Linked DNA regions of Danio rerio: region 1 is linked to region 2. A link is a contact called in public Hi-C data. All regions are on one chromosome and are shown on one strand. The core of a region is the stretch at or near the end of the contact, and the rest is flanking DNA. Distances in the headings are between cores, read along the strand shown. Region 1 overlaps map2 (microtubule-associated protein 2). Region 2 holds the start of map2 (microtubule-associated protein 2).

Region 1 (2,911 bases), core at 161-2,660, 200 kb before region 2:
CGTGCATGTTGATGCTCCCGGATGAGGACATGTGGCTGTGTCGGTGAGGGGACGTCCCGCCGGACAGCCCGAGCGTCTCGATCACAATCTCCGCTCCGTGATCCACACGCGCTTTGGCAGCGTCGCGGAAGGAGAGCTTATGGCTTTCAATCTTCAAAAGTAAAAAATAGGATTATGTGACGTGATTGTGAAAAAACAAGCAAACATATGTTTATCAAGAACTGACCTGGATTTGACCTCCTCCAGGTGTATGGTGGGCATTATCCAGGGAGCCCACTTTGGCGTGGGCTTTTTCTCTGAAGTCCAGCTTCACGCTCTCAATGCGGACATGACCACCGCCTGAGACATATGAAAAAAATAAATCACGACAAATTTCTCATCACCTAGTTAGTGCACTGTTAGTGCTAAATTTTATTATATAATAAGATTTTTATAAAAGCACTAGGCCTGCTATAATTAAAAAAAAATCAGACAATAATTAATTCATTAATTATAGATATTAATGTTGCTTTTTTATTTTAAAAAATGTAAAATCGAGGATGCACCAACATTGACTAATTTTGATTTTTTTAAAAAGAGGAATTATGTTCAGTTTAAACTTTTGTTCTGAGTTTTTTCTTTGAGAGTTAATTGTTTAATTATTATTACTTTTGATTATTATTATTATTATTATTATTATTATTAAATATTAGATTTATTGACTGATTTTTAAAGAGTCATTCTTTACATTTACCAAATCAACTGTGGGGATTAAGTCAAAATCAATCAATCACTCAATCAATCAATCAATTCATCATTAAATTAATTAATTCATTTATGTATCAAATATTTATAAAGTTTCACGTGATCCTTCAGAAACAATTCAAATTGTCTTTTCAAGAAACATGTCTTATTACTATCAGTGTTGGAAGTGTTATCAGTTTGTTATCAAGATATTCTGTGCGACACTGTTTCAGAATTATTTGAGGAATATAAATTCTAAATAACAGCAATTATTTAAAGTGTTGGTTTTCTGTACCAAAATAAATGTCTTAAATGTCACTTTTGATTAATTAATTTATCCTTATTTAATAAAAGAGTAATAATAAAATACTGATTCCAAACATTTGAACAGTACAAATGTATAGGCTATTTATCTAAAAAGTACAAAAAGTTCTTTGAAATATACTGTTCTTGTAATATATAAGTATATATTGTTAGTAATGTATTTTAAAAAAAGAAAAAAATACAGATGTCACAGTGAACTGATGATTTTCACTTTGTAAATCTGCATGCACAAATGAACAAGTGCAACATTTAAATTAGATTTTGCAGAAGAGATAATTAAAACACAACCACTAGATGGTGGTCTTGCATCATTCAACAGTCTATTTCTGGCACAGCTCATTTCCACAGCAAGCTGTATGACACTGCAAATCTCCAGTCTGTGTGCAAAATGTCCAGCACTCTCTATCACGCTCACCTGGCCTGTGGCGGATGTTGTCCAATGATCCACACTTGGAGGTCACATGACTAAGATCAATCTTCTTAGACTGAATGTGAATCTGTAAGAAACAGCCAAAGATGAGAACAGAATAAAACAAAACCGGGATGAGAGTCAACCATTTGTTCTTCATATAAGAAGCTGCAAAGAAAATGGTTTTGCCTATAAAACAAACATAATTAATGCGTTAAATGGTTAAGAAGGCACTGTAAAACAGTTAGACACATAAAAACCGAGCTGCAAATCAAACTGATTCATACTGTCTGTACATTTTGCAACAATAAGCAATTCAACACCTACAATAAAGATCAACAATACACAGTCAGAAAACAAACATTCAGCTGAATCAGAAGTGACGCATAAGTAAACATCGTATTTAATAGATTCTGCTATAAATGGAAACAAATTCAGCTTAGTATTTACTGTATCTGGGCGACACAGTGGCTCAGTGGTTAGCACTGTCGCCTCACAGCAAGAAGGTCGCTGGTTCAAGGTCAGTTGGCATTTCTTTGTGGAGTTTGCATGTTCTCCTTGTGCTGTATAAATTGGTGGTTAATTCAGCTGTGGTGACCCCTGATGAATGAGGGACAAATCCCAAAACCAAACAAATAATTATTGTATTTACTAACATGAACAAACACGGAACAGTACATATATCACATTATTTATACATGTTTGATAATGTTTAAATGAATGAGAAGAAACTCGTTCATTTTTTACTCACTCATGGTTTAACTAATGTTAAAAAGCAGGAATTTTAAAGTACTGGTATGATTATTAATAAATGCTGTACAAGTATTGTCCATTATTAGTTTTTTACTAAATACCTTTACTAACCTACTGAAACCATATTGTAAAGTGTGACTGTATATTTAATATGTATTTCAGCCCTGTATTTTTACTATATGCAACATACCTCAAATTGTATTTTAACCTTGTGTCTTATATAAATAAAATAAATCTAGATATTAGTAATCTTCTTTTATCTCTATCTTTTATCCTCAAATTCTAATTCGTAAACTCTCAATTTAAAAATGTTTCTGGAATATTACACATATATTAAAATAATAAACACATATATTTTAAAATATATTTTAGTGAAACTATTTTATATTTTCTGAAATTTCCTCAAAGATATTTTTGAAATAGTTTGACTGCATTTTAATAATAAAAATTAAACATATATATATATATATATATAGTACAAATTATATGTACAGTAAGGTATATTTGGTAACAATTTACAATAAGAATGTCTTAAATAATGTATTTACTAAAATGAACAAACAAAAACAATAAATGTATTACAGCATTTATTCATGTTAGGTAATGTTAGTTAAGGGAAATTAATTCATTCGCTGCTAGTTCAAGTTACCTCATGGTGCATTAACTAATGTTAACAAGCAGGAATTTGGATTTTAATAATGC
Region 2 (2,993 bases), core at 173-2,672:
AGAAAAAAAGACCATTAAACAGATTAAATTGACATCAGAGTGAGCAAATCACGACTTCATGACTGTTTGGGTGAACTGCAGAGAATGTGTAATGAATGGGAAACACTATTACTCAAATTATTTTTCTTAAACGCTACAGAAATGACCAACACTGTTGGAACTAACCAGTGTCCTACAAAGGAATAACTTAATTTTTAAACATGTTTAAAAATATGCCAAAAATCCCCCAAAAAAGGTCTCAAGTATTTGGACAGAGCAGCTACAAAGGCAACAGAAGTCAATGGAAAGTCCCTCCAGGACACTTGTGTGTGAATGCAGGCGTCCAACTTTTTTGTCTCCTTTTGAACATCTGCTGTGTTTGATGAAGAGGGCAGTCTGCTAACAGATGGTCATTGCGTCTGACCGGTGGTGTGGCGTTTAGACACACCAGCCCTTGAATGCCAATGGACTTTATAAGATACACGGCACACACACACACACACACACACACACACAGAGGGACTGCGCAGATATCAGTCATCCAGTGCAGGGCGCTGCATTAAACCTCTCGCAGCTCTGTTTTCATGAATAAGCGTGAGCCGGCACGCTGCCAATGCAGGAATGCATCATGTCTGATCAGAAACAGCATCATCATCATCATTGATGGACGCTTTAAGATAGTCTGCTTTGCAAGGCATGAACTGATTTATAACATTTCATGTCAGGTGAAAAAAAAGATACTGATCAAATGTAACAATAACACCATATGTCTATATTTCAGCAGGGAGCAAGATAAAAAATAATATATAAGACATCAAAATCAGCACTGATGCAAATAAAGAGAACAGATTAACCCAGTGTCTATCACTGGGTTGCTGTTGTTTCAGCACCATCTCTGCTGGACTGCAAACCTCTCCTGCGACAAAAAAACCCAGAGCATGTCTTTGACCAGGTCTCCTCCTTTTCATATGCAGATCAATCTCCCTTCAAGACAAATCATCTCAGGCTTGAAAATAAAAATCAGTTCAATTCAGCACAAAGCAGCATTTTAAAACAGATAAAAGTACACACTTCTAGCTCTCCTTTGAGATTAAAACGAAGTTGGCACACATTACGAAAAGTTTGTAAGCATTGCATGATGATGAAATAAGGTTGTGATGTGTACTCTGCCAATGTGAAGCACGGTGTCTGTTGCAGTCAACGGAACAATGCGTCCTTTCTCAAGCAATAGGGATTATCTGTCCCATTAACATCTTCAAAAGCACGGATTAGAGGAATTGAAACAGCAGTGTGTCAGAGAACTTCGGGATGTGCTCAGATATGCGTATGCAAATCGTGCTGACCGTTTAAACTCGATATTATGGCTTTCTGGTAATAATGAAATATAGCGGTTTACCTGTTCGGCGTGTTGCGTCCGCTGCAGGCTTCCTCTCGGAGCGCAGTGAAAGCCGGTGGAAGATGAGCCGCCCACACTGGATCCCGCCCACTGCAGTCTGACCCCGCCTACTACTGAATAATTACCGTAAGTCATGTTGTTGTCGTGGCCGTACATAGGAGTGCGGTAAATTGGGTGTAGACATGAAGACAGAGATGATATATTTTAGGTAAAGTGATGAAAATGGATGGTGACTGTTTTTTTTGTTATTTTAAGCATTATTAAAACATTATTTATAGATTAAAATATAACATAAACAATATATAATTGCTTATGCTTTGTATAATTGTGCAATAATTGCATTGTTATTGTAGATTTCAAATCAACAAACCAGAATTATTTATGATGAATCAAGTAAAACTGCATAAATAACATCTTAAAATATTTGTCACAAAATGTACTATAATGTTATTTTAAACAAATGTTAATATTCATTTTATTTGATAATGGCAGACCATATCATTATTTCATTAGCCTATGCCTTAACATTTCATCCAAATTTTAAATAGAAATACTGTCATTTATAGAGGTTTTGTGTGTGTGTGTGTGTGTGTGTGTGCGTGTGTGTGTTTGTGTGTGTGTGTGTGTGTGCGTGCAGTCATTTGTTGTGATTGATAATCAGATTTATACCATCAAATAGAAATTTGTTAAGCCTTACAAATTTAAAACAGCAGTATATAATTGTGTTGTCTAAAAATAAATATATGTACACGTCGGTCATAAAAGCACAATTTTTGAAAATTCACATTCTTTAAGTATTAAAGGTGCAGTAGGTGATTGTTTTCAGAAACATTTGTTGTTGTGCTGGTTGAAAGTCTCTTCACAGTCCAATAGTAATGATTAAAGTAAATGATCTAAATATATTTATGTTTATTTTTATATTCTGGGTAAGGCATAAGATTAAAAAATGTTTATCCAATAAAAAATTGTCAAGCCGATAATCCCCATAATTCTGATAAGTAGCCCAAACTGTCTGTCAACAAATGTAGATTTACATGCGCACGTCTTTTCATGCAGATCTGCCATTTATGTGTCACGTACATGATTTGCACACAAGAGAGAGAGAGCGGTAAAACAAATTCTGGATCAATACTTTTGAAAGTCTTGAATCAATATTGGAGTTTCTTTTACACGCTGGAGGAAGGACGATACATGGCTGAAGTATTTCTCTTAGACAGGTAATGTCATGTTTTAAAACTATTGTAGTCACGCAAAACTGATGTAGATTGTGTTGTTTTACCAATGGGTTATATGCACGGAAGTCAAAGTCCCTTTAAGGCAAGTCATTTCACCAATAAAATTAAACAACAACTATCCCTTTAGTTTCATTTCTGATGGTCAAAACAAAAGCGGCATATTTTCAGGTTGCCTGAGCTAATGCACATGTGCACTCTAAAGGAATAAGATCGCAACACAAACCTCATTTATGGCTGTTCTACACATTATCATCCTCTGGATAATGATCGTCTGATCGTGCTGCTCTTATGAAGTAATCTACAACGTGGTCTTGGTGGTGAATCTCCTCCAGAAAAGATAGCAGCTCTTTGTACACAAGATTATGGGAGTTTGAGTAGCTTGA

What was found. A called contact is a pair of places that touch in the nucleus more often than the background predicts.
Region 1: a Hi-C map of skeletal muscle shows a contact between it and region 2, with 4 times the contacts expected there. The contact joins the enhancer-like site here to the promoter of map2 in region 2. A contact is called at or near these places in 5 of 18 Hi-C or Micro-C datasets (caudal fin, embryo, hematopoietic stem cells and 2 more) and 2 of 4 datasets of contacts at active chromatin or transcription factors (caudal fin and embryo).

The regions. Positions count from the first base shown.
Region 1 is chr9:40,702,135-40,705,045 of GRCz12tu, reverse strand. It overlaps map2 (microtubule-associated protein 2), which reads right to left. Exons shown (of 15, transcript XM_073912953.1): 13 at 1,463-1,544; 14 at 227-339; 15 at 1-151. Among named protein-coding and RNA genes, the nearest start is that of myl1, 16 kb to the left of the region's middle. Within about 2 kb of position 1,410, at least 3 of the 62 cell types and tissues checked have an H3K27ac peak or open chromatin away from gene starts, as enhancers often do.
Region 2 is chr9:40,497,079-40,500,071 of GRCz12tu, reverse strand. map2 (microtubule-associated protein 2) reads right to left here and starts at 1,422. Exons shown (of 15, transcript XM_073912953.1): 1 at 1,376-1,422.